Regions from separate parts of the Gossypium hirsutum genome. Here region 1 is linked to region 2. Evidence: chromatin contacts called from public Hi-C data. All regions are on one chromosome and are shown on one strand. The core of a region is the stretch at or near the end of the contact, and the rest is flanking DNA. Distances in the headings are between cores, read along the strand shown. Region 1 holds the start of LOC107945748 (molybdate-anion transporter). Region 2 holds the start of LOC107945842 (endoglucanase 6).

The links. A called contact is a pair of places that touch in the nucleus more often than the background predicts.
Region 1: a Hi-C map of leaf shows a contact between it and region 2, with 4 times the contacts expected there. The contact joins the promoter of LOC107945748 here to the promoter of LOC107945842 in region 2. A contact is called at or near these places in 15 of 34 Hi-C or Micro-C datasets (anther, callus, hypocotyl and 3 more).

Annotation. Positions count from the first base shown.
Region 1 is chrA08:77,736,649-77,743,755 of Gossypium_hirsutum_v2.1, forward strand. It overlaps LOC107945748 (molybdate-anion transporter), which reads left to right and starts at 1,640. Exons shown (of 9, transcript XM_016879867.2): 1 at 1,640-1,813; 2 at 1,930-2,110; 3 at 2,391-2,535; 4 at 2,610-2,778; 5 at 2,919-3,189; 6 at 3,322-3,587; 7 at 3,663-3,878; 8 at 4,092-4,200; 9 at 4,301-4,621. The coding sequence starts at 1,960. The coding sequence ends at 4,362. It also overlaps the pseudogene LOC107945742.
Region 2 is chrA08:77,210,587-77,217,522 of Gossypium_hirsutum_v2.1, forward strand. It overlaps LOC107945842 (endoglucanase 6), which reads left to right and starts at 4,306. Exons shown (of 9, transcript XM_041074680.1): 1 at 4,306-4,860; 2 at 4,993-5,205; 3 at 5,414-5,614; 4 at 6,527-6,616; 5 at 6,734-6,898. The coding sequence starts at 4,651.

The DNA.
Region 1 (7,107 bases), core at 390-2,889, 520 kb after region 2:
AAATTTCACTTCCATAAGAAGTTGAATTATATTCTATGGAAGTATTATTAAAATATTAATTATATTAAGAATTATAAAAAAAACATTATGATAAAACAAAATTATTTTAAAAATAAAAAAAATTTAGATAAATATTTTATTTTTCTAATTCTTAATATAAATTTTAATATATTAGTAAGAAATTACTTTCATTTCCTGATCTGGTTTGGATGAACCCGATCTAATACTTTCCTTTTTTGCCCAAACACTCAAATTTAATACTTGAAAGTTAATTGTTTTAGTCTCGAAACTCAAAACATTGTAATTGATGTTTTTAAAATATTAATATTCTTTCACTAACTTTGTTATTAATTTATGCATTAAATGTTAGCTCAAATATAATATGAAACATATTTAAAAATACACTGTTAGGAATCGACCGGATTAAACAATGAACAAGAAAAATAACAGAAAAAATTGAGAAATTAAACAAACAAATTTAACGTGAAAAAACTCCTCCAAAGAGGATAAAAAACCACGGGCAAAGATAATTTTACTATAATGGAAAAAAAACGAAGAGTACAAAAGATGGAGATAAAAACTAAATCCCGAAAACAAAGAACTCTCAAAATGTAAATACAAAATTCTCTAAATGTGTTATGAGTTCTAATCTCTAATAGGTGTATTTTTCTAAAGTTGTAAAAGAGCCTATTTATAGGCTAAATTCATAGGTCAAATAATAATAAAATAATCTAAATTAATCAGTGTTTGATTGAAATAAGTAAACAGAGTTTAACTGAAAGATTATTTCTCAAATTTGATTGAAAATAGGAGTCATATTTAACATACACTAATCAAATTTTATTTTTATAAAATATTAAGAAATTTCCATAATTCATCTCCAGCCCTTAAATAAAAAGATAAAACTTTCTTGGGCACACTTGCAAAAATATTAATATTATGATTTTTTAATTCATATAATAATTATATTAAGAAAGTCATTAAATTGTATATTATTTTATTAAATTATATTTAATAATAATAATAATGTTAAAATATGATTAAATTATTTATTATTATTTTTAATAAAAATATATTTAACAATAATTTTATTAAAATTTAATAACAATAACAATAATTATCTACCTTCAAAAAATTTAATAAAGGTATTTTGATCATTTAAGCCTTTTCCTTATATTATTACAACATCTATTCCATTCAAACAAAAAAATGCTATTAAAGTTCTATTCCATTCTATTTAACCAAATAATTGAATTATTGATTACAGCTCTATTCCATTACAACTTTATTCCACTACAACTTTATTCAATTACAGCGAACCAAATGTACCTTAAGACTCAATCGGCACGAATAAAATTTTAAATATGCATATATCTTCTGTATGAACAACTTATATATACATATAAAAATAATACTTTTAAATTTTAGTGATAGCGAATGTTATTTTAACATATTAAATCTAAGCTATCTATCCACTAAATACACGTGTATCTAAAATTTAATTGGTTTATTTTAAATATACTTTACACCAACTAAAGACCAGCATGACTAAAACCATTATTGATATGATATAGATAAATGGAGGAGTGATTAAAAGTTATGAAGTTAGAATACTAACTTAAAATAAAGACGATAGTTTGAGAGTTGTTTTGGAATTAAGCCATAAAATAATGAAAAGAAAAGAAAGCGCAAATTCCCCGGGAAAATCACGAAACAAGGGGATCCGCCTCTGCCAGTCAGCCTTAAGATATAGGAATGAAAACAGGGGAGACACACATAGTCGCACCCCCTACCGATCTCCCTCATAGAAAATGTCAATTCCTCGCTTCATGCCAATTGGCTCTCCTTTGCTTTTTCTAGATTTTACAGTTATCCCATGCTTTCACTAATCTCTGTCTCTCTGTTTTTCATCCGGGTCCTCATTACCAGGCCAAAAGAAGAAGAAGAAGAATAGCTGCAATGGAACCATTTTACTTGGTGGTATTCGGGTCTCTGGCCTCCCTGGTTGCAGTACTGGAGCTGAGCAAAACAAGCAAAGATCGTTTTAGTACCTCCACTGCTTTCAATTCTTTCAAAAACAACTATCTTGTTGTATTCTCTCTGATGATGGGTATTCTATCTTTGTGCTAGTTTACATGAAATTTGATTTTCTTATCTGGGTTTCATCTAGAATTTCCTTATATTTTTATGTTTTGTTTAAGGAAATCCATGCTTTATGCCTAGTTTCTCCTGTTTTGGTTTTTCTAATCTTGGTGTTTATTGTACTCAAATTCAGATAATTAAGGATTTGCATTTCATTTGATGAATCTTCATTTGAATTGGCAATCATCTGTTTGCTTATCGTTCCGAAACTGATTATGTTGATCATAAAATTAAAAAAAAAAAAACAGCTGGGGATTGGTTGCAGGGGCCATATGTTTACTACCTTTACAATCATTACGGATTTGGGAAGGGGGAGATTGGTCACCTTTTCATTGCTGGTTTTGGATCTTCCATGTTGTTTGGTACAGTGGTTGGATCTTTAGCCGACAAAAGGTAAGATGTTGGGTTGTTTTAGACTCCTCACCCAACTTTCTATCCTTACTGGATTCCCTGCATTCTGAACTCAGGGGTCGAAAGAGGGCTTGTGTCACTTACTGCATAACTTACATACTGAGCTGCATTACCAAACATTCTCCTCAGTACAAGGTTTTAATGCTAGGACGAGTCTTGGGTGGCATTGCAACTTCCCTTCTTTTCTCAGCCTTCGAATCTTGGCTTGTTGCTGAACACAACAAGGTGTGTCATTGCTACCTTCGTTGGTTCAACCTGCAATTTGATGGAACTGTTTTAAGCTTCGGGTTTTATAGTTTCTGTACTTGTGTTTGTTTTGGTGATTGCCTTGATTCTGAATCTGATTACAATTTTGGATTTGACAGCGAGGTTTTGATCAACAGTGGCTTTCTATAACATTCGCAAAGGCAATATTTCTTGGAAATGGATTGATGGCAATTTTATCTGGGTTGTTTGGTAATGTACTAGTGGATAGTTTGAAATTAGGTCCTGTTGCTCCATTTGATGCTGCATCTTGCTTCCTTTCAATTGGCATGATAATTATACTGTCCACATGGACTGAAAATTATGGTGACCCTTCGGAAAATAAGGATTTGCTTACTCAATTCAAGGGTGCCGCTGCTGCCATTGCTGCTGGTAATTCTAACCATCACTTACGATGAATGCCTAGGCTACCAACAATGAACTTTTTTGTTGGGTATTTTTTTCTGTTTTAGTCTGTATGATATGCTGGGAAATATACTAAAGCAAGATCCATGTTTCTATCAGATGAGAAAATTACATTGTTGGGTGCTATACAATCGCTGTTTGAAGGTTCAATGTACACCTTTGTGTTCCTATGGACACCTGCTTTGAGCCCAAATGACGAGGACATTCCGCACGGTTTCATATTTGCGACATTCATGTTATCTTCAATGCTTGGAAGTTCCATTGCCTCACGATTGCTGGCTCACCCTACTCCAAGAGTTGAGAGCTATATGCAGACTGTATTCATGCTCTCCTCAATAGCCCTACTACTTCCTGTTGTCACAAATGTACGTATTTTTGCACATATTTCCTCCATTCTCCCAAAAGCTCCCCTGAAAACTAACTCTTTTAAGTCTCAACAGTTGTTGGTAGCACCATCAAACGTGAAAGGTGGGAGCATCTCATTTTCTGGGTGTATCCAGCTCATTGGTTTCTGCATATTTGAAGCTTGCGTTGGGATATTCTGGCCATCTATCATGAAGATGAGGTCTCAATACATTCCTGAGGAAGCAAGAAGCACTATCATGAACTTCTTTCGCATTCCTCTCAACATCTTTGTCTGCATTGCATTATACAATGTTAGTCTACCATTTAACCTTTTTTTTCTTGTTTCGATAATGCCACCGCAACAAGTAAAAAATCTTTTTGTAAATGGTTGAATAGAACTTTCTATAGTTTTAAGTTTAACCAGTTGACATGCTGTGAGCTGAATGTTATTAAGTTACCTGTCAGTCACCAAGGTTCATATGGTTTTTAATTTTGTTGCAAATGCAATATTGTTTCTTTGAAAGGTAAAAGCGCTTCCCATGACCGTCATGTTTGGCATGTGCTCGGCTTTCCTTTTCGTGGCATCTTTATTGCAGAGGCGTCTTATGGTGATTGCGGAGATACACAAGTCGAGTAAGTTGTGCACTTGGCTTTTTCATTCTTCTATACGCTTCACCTTGGAGCTTCATAGTGTCTAAAAAGCAACTTTCTTTTGTAATAAATCTTACTGCAGGATCACAAGATTGGCTAAATATGGAAGAGATGGATCCAGAGGGAGTTCCACTAAATGGTTAATTGATTTCAGAGGGAATAAACTTCTGACACTAAACTGTTTTAGTGCTTGCAGCAAGAGCCATTCTCTTGTAAAAACAATGACAGAAATATAGCTTTTAGGTCTTTTTTTGATTCAGGAAATATAGTTCAGAGCTCCTTGATATTGTCTTTTTGAGCTTTCATAATTTTTTTACCTTATGTTGTTCTGGAAACAACTTGCAACTAAAATGGCTATGAAAATTGAAAATCCAAATTGTAAGAATAAGACAATTTATAATTACAAGTTGCATCTCGTTCCATTTTACACCAAGCATGCAATACTATGCTTAAATCTTAGCTTGAAATTCATGTACAAAAGCACTTGACAGTTTAAATGGAATTCCTGCTCGAAAGCAATATATAAACAGATGTGTTGGTATGCAATTTCCTACTTAACCAAGGTATACTTGTTCAAGATTCACAGAGCAACTAATTTTAGGAATACTATAACTAGGTGAAGAGTGGGCAGCCTTCCACCTTAATACCTTGGGCTGTTGGACAACTAGCCAGTGGGCATCCATCCAGATCATTTCCCCACCAATCTAAACTAATATTTTCTAATCCCAAGCACAAATATAGCAGCACACCCATAAAAGCAAGCCCAGCATCGAGTGCCCCTGAAAGAACGTAATTGTATCGTTGCCATAAATCCGGTCGATACCTATACACCACGAAGCCAGACAGGAAGCCAACAATGATCCATGTAGTATAGTTGACTGCAGTAGCTGGTGGCATCATGCCTGTCGCACCTATCAGGACTGGCATGTTGATGAGCCTGATCCATTCTTGACTAGGGAAGGCCTAGGAGGCCAACCAGACAAGTAGGGGAGCCACTGCTCCTGCAAGGAAGAACCAATTGACTGCCTCGTAAGTTCCCAAGTCCCCGAAAATTCTGCGGGGTGCTATTAAACCCCAGATGACAGAAGCATCATAAAACACGGTATCACTTGGACATGTCCACACGCTGTTGGAGGCCGTTGTGTCGCAAATATCAGGGATGTTCTCCATCAGCCACCAGGCAGTTCCCAGGTACACAAAGCAAGCAATGAGGGTTCCCACGATCTAAGACAAATGAGGAAGCAACTGTCAAATTAGTGGGAAATAAACATTCAGCAGAAGTAAAAGAAAAAACTACTTTTACTGAGACCTGTGCCATGAACATTGTTCTAGGCGGAATTTTCATATAGTGACCAAGCTTGAAGTCTTGCAGGAAGGTAATGGCCTGTGTCATGCTTATATATCCGTACACCTTGAAGCACATATTAGCTACAGGATATCCTGGATATATATAACCGATTATATATTCGGTGATGATGTTCAAACCTGGTGTCTGCAACATAAATCTATCAGAGATGTAAAGTTGCATATGAATTATTTTTAAGATGTTCAGACAACTTAATAAATTGTAACTCTGGCAGAATATGATGGATTACCTGGTTTGTAATGGCTGTAATGATGCCTATTGGAAGTGTGAATACAATGGCAATGCCACATGCTAATAGAACCCCCCACCATGGAAGCTGAAGTTGATCATTATAGTACTGACAGGCAAATACGGTGGCTGCAATATTAACCAAAAGGATGCACACAAACCACCATTCAGGGACTTGCTTATACTTCCTCATGAGTCTGGTGTGTATGTCCATTTTTTTCTCCTGGAAACTAGCTTTGCTTTGCTCCCATATTTCTCTGCAAAACTGTAATCTTCAACATTCCATTCAAGACAAACTCAAGCCTAACTGACCTTTGGTTATTAAAATATGATTTACCTTCCATGGAAGAGCCCAACATGAACAATTGTGGCAGTTAGTGCAGCGAAACCAACACCATAAGTCATTGCAAAAAATGTGCTAAGGTATAGAGGTCCTTCTTTCTCATAAGCGGCAACATCAAGGTGAAAATTGGAATCAATGATAGCAGTGATATTGTATTCTTGGCCTGTGGAGGTGAAGAGAGTATCGGAGAAAATGGGGAAGGTTTTGGCGGAGTAGACATTAAGCCAGTAGCAGATGGGAGTCAAAACATACATGACGAAGATATATCCCGCAGCAACATTTGCGGTGGCAAACCATGGGCTTGCAAGTGGGCTACCAAGATAAGAGGAGATGGTAGACCAGTCCAAACCAATAGCACCGATTCCTAACCCGTAAAGGCCGGAACCGAGTTGTTGGGCTAGCACAGATTTTGGGGAATATCCAGCATATCCATGAGAGGGAAGTTAGCATTTGGAAAAGGTAGCCAGGGAAGACATAGTAAGCAAAACTGCAAATGAAGGCAATTAGGAAGAATTGGGTTCTGGTCACCCCACCCTTGGCCCTCTCTTCCTTCTCGTGGAGAGCCCTGTCATGATCCCATGTTTGAACAACTGTTATAAATAATGGGTCAAAATATTTTAAGAACCTAAGTTTAGCGCCCTAAGCCCTAGTAAGCAGACGATAATGTTCTTTTAGTTATTTTTAGGTTTGACATTTTTTTAATTTGATATTTAAGTATTTTTTTATTTGATATATACTTTTTCTTGATATCTAATTTTTTTGATTAATTTTGATATTTTTTTAATTTAATAATTAAATTTTTTTTCTTAATTTAATATCTAAATTTGTCAAATATTTCTCTAATATATTAATAATGTTATTATTTTATGAGATAGAAAAAATAATGAATATAAGACTAACATAAGCAGATTATATGAAATTTGTATAATATTTTGACAAGTTTAGATATCAA
Region 2 (6,936 bases), core at 3,056-5,555:
AAAGGTTTATTTTGCACGTGCGAAAGTGTGTCAATCAATTTTGAACTCAAATCGTTCTTCTAATATGGACAGAGGAAGCTGCACATTTTCTCTTTTCATGTTCACAAGCCCGAGTTTGAACCCCCTAGGATAAATTATAAAGGCATTTTGTCCTCTTGCATACGTGTAGGGATCATATTCATAGGTGCCCTTGCCTAGTGGGTGTCCTATTTACTCTCACCTGTCAACACAATCACCATTATCTCCAAGGATTCTGCTTTGCGTTCATGCCTCAAAAGTAAATTAAAAAAAGAAGAAGCAAGTTTCATGTCTCACTGCTTTTTAGACATTCCTTGCTGCTTCAACTATTTCCTTGAGGTTTTCTCAATTACCTTCTGCTTTCCTGTTCAATAAGTTTATTTACAATTATTTTGTTAGCTTCATGCCCTCCCGTATAATTTCCTTATCCTATAAAAGTCTAATACTGCCCCTACTCCCTCCATTCTTCAGGCTTCTACGATTTAGTCCCGAATTTAAACCCTCCATTTGTTTGGTTTAAAAAATAAAATTGGAGGCAATACAGACCTACTAATTAAGTTTTGTTTTTACAAAAGGAGCCTAAAACCAAAAAAAAAAAAGAAAAAAAGAAAAAAAAAGAAATGTTACTTTTGTAAGTTTAAAGATCAAAATCAAATGACATTTTTTTAATCTTATCTTGTGAAGAATGATTTAGCAGCGGCTTTAGGAATTTATTAATCAAGCTACAGAAAAAGATTCAATTGGAGGTTCCAAATTCCAAATATGATGAAAGAAAGAGACCCTGGCTGGGAGATATAAGACATTTATCTCACACCACATATCCTTAGCCCTCTCTTCTCACATATCCCTTTCCAGTTTACTTGTATAATTCTATATACCCCCCACCTCATTTTCTACTTTTATTGTAGCTTAAGGTAAATACTTATATGATTGTGTCAAATATTAAAACTATATATGAATTATGGTTTATGGTTTAACGTGTAATTGTATACATGAGCTTTAATTTTGTATAATTTTATACATAATATTTTGATTTGATCAAATTCTTGTAAATTATTAACACAATTCTTGATATAATATTATTTTATGTTTATATATTGCATACATAAATAATTATATTTATCTAATATAAAAATAAATTTATGTATTTATTTCTTTAAATGTGTATGATTAAATTAAAATTAAAGTTTCAATTATATATTTGAACCACAATTAGAGTTTCACGTGTATAATTGTACCAAACTAAAATTCATCTATACAATTGCAAATTAAATCAAAGTATGTATAATTTTGATATTTATCCTAAACCCTATCACGATAAGTGGTAAAAGTATTGTGAAGGCCCTTGTACTAGGAATCAAATTGCGTTTTGCTCTCTCTACTAAAAAATAGGCAAATTATTCTCTATACATTATATCAAAAAGCAAATTGGTACTTTCTGTTAAAAATTTAATTCGTTTATACTGTTAAAAACTAACGTGATTGACAGAATAACCAAACAATGACACACGACATGCAGGGGCGTAGCCAGGGGGCTGGCATGGACCCGGCCCCCCTAAAATGGAAAATTTTATTTTAGGCCCTTGAAATTTTTTAAAAATTTTAAATTAGTAAAGGTAAAATTACACTTTGGCCCCCCTAAATTTATAAAAATTCAATTTAATCCTTTACAAGTTATAAAATATAAACTATAAAAAATTAAAATTTCATCCGGCCCCCCTAAAAAAATTTTCTGGCTTCGCCTCTGATAACATGTCATATATACCTCATAATGACGTACATGGACCAAATTTTAACAGTAGAAATGGATAAAATTTTTAACAAAATGACTAAATTGTTCTTTGATCTATTATAGAATGATTAATTTACCCAGTTTTTGAGTAGAAAGGACAAAATGCAATTCAACTCCTACTACAGGGGATACTTTTACCAAAGATACGTTGATATTCTTAATGACACCTAAATAAACATTTAAACTCTTAATGATGTTTAACTAGTATATTGAGTAACCTAAATCAATACTTCATTTAAAACAAAGAGTTTGTCAAAATTTGAGTGCATAACAATCTAACAAATTAGCTCTAATTGCCAGAAAAAAGAGACCAAATTGAAGTAAACTGTTTGTGGAATTGTATTAGTATAAGCTAACAATTTGTAGTCAAAGTATAACATATTTGAATAAAAGCAGTAACTAATTTAATTAGGCATCTCTTCCCTATTAGTTAGGAAAGCAAATTTGAATTCTGTGCTTGCGTTGCGCAACAATACTATCAAAAGATATTTTTGTAGGCCATAAAAGCAAAGTTGGTGGTACTGTTTCGGGCTGACTGTGTCCCATTCTTTACCAACAACAAAGCAAAGCAAGAGTTCCACTTATGGAAGATGGCCTATGCCTTCAATTTATAACCAACGTTACTGTTTTAACATGGATTTCGCCACGTCAAAGTGGGAACAAAATTGGTGGGTTGGGGGGGGCAGGTGTACTTAGGGAGGCTGATCAAAAACTAACTCACCCGGACAGCCGGTGACTGCATTGCCTAGGTAGAACCATCAGAAGTCGTGATAGAACCGTCGTTAGCCGGTAATTGCGGAGGCTTGCCTCTTTGACTTACATACCGTACGTCTCCACTGTCCACATCTCTTGGTTTTTTAAAACCTTCTTATGATACTAAAATAAAAAACTTTTTTTTACTTTTTTGAAAGGGCAAAAGCAAAAGCAAGATGACAAAAATATTTTCGGCAACCCAAAAAAAAAAAAGAAAAAGGTTAATTTCCGGCGGAGACCGTTGATTGCTGTTGGGAATTAAGCGCTCTCTTTTTGACCTTTTAAATAAAATAGCCAAATGAAAATGGACATCTTGCACAGTTGATTTTACAAAGGATGCCATTGTTATTTTCTTGTCATATTGCCTACCTGATGCCGTCGGTGGACTCCTAATTTGAGAAAGAGAAAATAAAAATGGGGTTGTCGGGTTTGGAGAATCCTACTTACCATTATCAACAATTCCGGTTGATGCTGAGAAGTTTCCTCAATAATTAAAGCAATTATTCAAATTCCCTCTAATATTTAGATTTTAATTCTACATCCAATCGTCATAAAAACCTCAACCCCCCTTTTCTTTAGCTGGACAAAATAATGGCTTTTAGTTGAGAATTTAGGGTTACATTCAACTCCCTTCATCAATAATATATAACATTTACATTTATCCATTAATAATGCATCTTTTTCTTTATGATTTTCACATCAGTTCATTCTCCAAAGATATGTAGATTTATGTGTGGTCAATAAATTATACCTTAAAATTTATTGTTTATGATAATAATTATAATTTTTTTAAAATTTATATATATTATATATTATATAATTTTTTACATTTTTAATCAATATAATATATATAATATTAAAAAAATAAAAGAAACATGTGGTATATTCTAATAACACCTCATGATAAATTAATATCTGGTCAATTACCATCAATAATAAGTCAATGCCTACCATGGTCAATTAACATCGATCAATGGTCGATCATTATGACATTTTTTTCGTTGGGCAAAGTGACCTAACAAATATTTTTATCCAACATTACAAAATAGATAAAATAAAATAAAAATAAATTTAAGTATAGAATTGAGAAAATAAATATATTTTAAGAGATTTAAGTTAATATTTAAAATAATCATATTTAATACAATTCAAAAAGAAAAAAGAAAAGAAAATGTTTAAAATAATTAGGGTTAGATATGTACTATAATGGGCCTAATCAAGCAGTGTGGCAGCATCTGTAAAAGATGATCCAGGGTTTGCAATTTTCCCATACCTAATACGACAGGAGACGCAAACGGACAGGTCGCAGACTGCAGAAGCCAGATGATTAATTTAAAATAAAATAAAAATAAAAATAAAAATAAAAATAATTTGCATTAATTATGGGTGAACAAATTTCAAAACTTAAACCAAGTAGCCAAGTTTTGCAAAATCCAATTATGTCCACCATTTGTAACCCACAACAGGGTACCCTCTCACATGCTGTGCCCAACAGAGATTTAATGGAGCCGTAATAAACTTCATGCCTTAATTTCAGGGGCATTATTCCCAAGTGACAAACAATGTAAGTTTATTGGAGTGGAGAAGGCATAAAAAGAAATTTTATAGAAGAGTAAAAATCAGAAATTAATTTTTAATCATGTTTAGCAGCAGTTTCCCTGCCAAAAAGAACCATTAAATCCGCACCGACTCTACCCAGTAAAAGACTAAAAGCGCCAGGGACACCCACATGACTTTGTTCTTTCTCTTTCCCTCTCCTCCAATTATTATTAAAACTACTTTCAATTCACAATTTTTAATCTCCCTTGCTCTTCCTTCCCTCCACTCCACAATATATAGAGGCTTCAGCTCCTCTTCCAATTCCCAATCCCACTGCTCTTTCTCTCTTCACTTTCATTTCTATCGCCTCTTTTAACTCATTACATTTTTTTACCTTTTTCTCTTACTAGACTGCATTTTTTGTGTTCGATTCCAAATGGGTTTCTCTTTTTAGTTTTATAAACTTGAAGGAAACCCCACTCTGCTGCAGAAAGAGATCTGTTTTTGTTTGAACTTGAAACTTGAATTGTGTCTTTTGATAAGTTTGAATGTACATGGAGAAGTTGATGAGGCTGATTGAAATGACTCCTTTACTTCTGCTGCTTTTTCTTCCTTTTGTTTTTGCTGGACATGACTATAACCAAGCTCTGAGCAAGAGCATTCTGTTCTTTGAAGCTCAGAGATCTGGTTACCTTCCTCATAACCAGAGAGTTACGTGGAGAGCCAATTCCGGCTTGAATGACGGCAAGGCCAGTGGGGTAAGTTAAAGTTCCACTCTCAACTTGAACTTGTTTTCTCGGTCAAAACGTCACTTTTGTTCTTTGACATGCTTCATTTAGAATCGAAAATTATGGTATTGATGGTTGAAGTTGTTTTCACAAATTCTCAAGGTGGATCTGGTTGGAGGGTACTACGATGCAGGGGACAATGTGAAGTTCGGACTGCCCATGGCATTCACCATAACAATGATGTCCTGGAGTATTATAGAGTACGGGAAACAAATGGGTGCAAATGGAGAGCTCGGCCATGCGATGGAAGCAATCAAGTGGGGCACTGACTACCTCATTAAAGCTCATCCCGAACCTTATGTCCTTTATGGAGAGGTACTCTTCCCGACCTTCTTCCCTCCTCGTGTTTCTTGCCATTCTTAACACTCCATTATTTTGTCACTAATATGTCCAAATCCCTTTTTCAAATCTCAAACTTGATAGCAACACTTGGCTACTAATAAAATATTAGTTTGAATTTAATACTTCTAAAACTCAAAAGGACTCAATTAAAAATAATTAATTTTGGTGAGATCCATTTTAGGTGGGCGACGGTAACAGTGACCACTACTGTTGGCAAAGACCAGAGGACATGACCACCGACCGTCATGCTTACAAGATAGACCCAAGCAATCCGGGGTCGGATCTGGCAGGTGAAACTGCCGCCGCCATGGCTGCCGCCTCAATCGTCTTCCGCCGTTCCAACCCTGCATATTCCACCGAGCTTCTTCGCCATGCCTACCAGGTATACGTTTACGCAGTCTGTGTCTTCTCGCGTTGCTGGGACCATTGTACCTGCCGGTGCATGTTAGCTTACACTCTCAACCTTTTTTATCATAAGGTGATAGGAAAAAACGGTTGTTATTACGCAATCTTTTGTCGGCCTCAATTTCGCAACTTGGCGTGCCCAACCCTAGTTTTCATTTAATAAAAACAACCACCTCTGTTTACTTCTTTCTTCTAAAAAAATACTACCACTGTTTTGAGCCAGGAAAAATAAAAACCATTTAACCGTTGTAGTAGCTACTTTTTGGGTGAAACGGTGTCGTTCGCCAGATTCTTGTTAATGGTTTAAAATTGATCATGGGTAGAAGAGGTGGGTATAGTTAAATTCTATATCGCCCCATACTTGGCATGTTTGTTCCATCACCTGCCTCTTATAATTTTAAAAATCATTATCATTTTTATAAATTTGGCTTCAATTAAATTTTTAAATTTTTTATTTTTTTAAAATCAAGTAAATATTTATTATTTTCTATGTTAAGCTTTTAAAAATTTATAAAAAATAAGATGATAATTTTTTATAATGGAACGGATTGACCCCAGTGGATTGATGTCCTAATTTTATGACTCCTGGTGATGAGAACGCTTGACTTTGCTTTTGCCCCATCCATCACGGGTAATTAATCTTTTATGACCGTACAGATCTCTCGTACAAGCAGATCTTAACCGTTCATTTGTACCCCAAAATGGTCGCAATGAGTCATTTCGTTTCTCACGTGCCAACACTGTCGGTGCTCCTCCTGTTTAACTTACATCCCCAAATTGCCCTTGCCTCTTTCCTCAAATTGCTTCACCTATCCTATCCATACTCTTAAACAAAAATTTCAGTAGGTTTTACAATATAATTAATTTTAAATTTTGTTTTTGTTTTCAGCTATTCGAATTTGCTGATAAATACAGAGGTAAATACGACAGCAGCATCACAGTTGCCCAAAAATACTACCGATCCATCAGTGGCTACAATGTAAGCTTTTCTAAATTTTCTCAAAGCAATCAATTTGAGCAATTTATAGTTTTAATGGCAGAAAATAGCATGTTTACTGGTACGGTTTATTAATTAAGTTGGAATGTTATCGTGTAGGACGAGTTGTTGTGGGCCGCTGCATGGCTGTACCAAGCTAGTAACAATGAGTACTACTTGAACTATCTTGGCAAAAATGGTGATTCTATGGGTGGAACCGGTTGGGCCATGACTGAGTTCGGTTGGGACGTCAAGTACGCTGGGGTTCAGACCCTTGTCGCCAAGGTATTATTTCAATATCTGAATCTAGTACTTATTGGTTT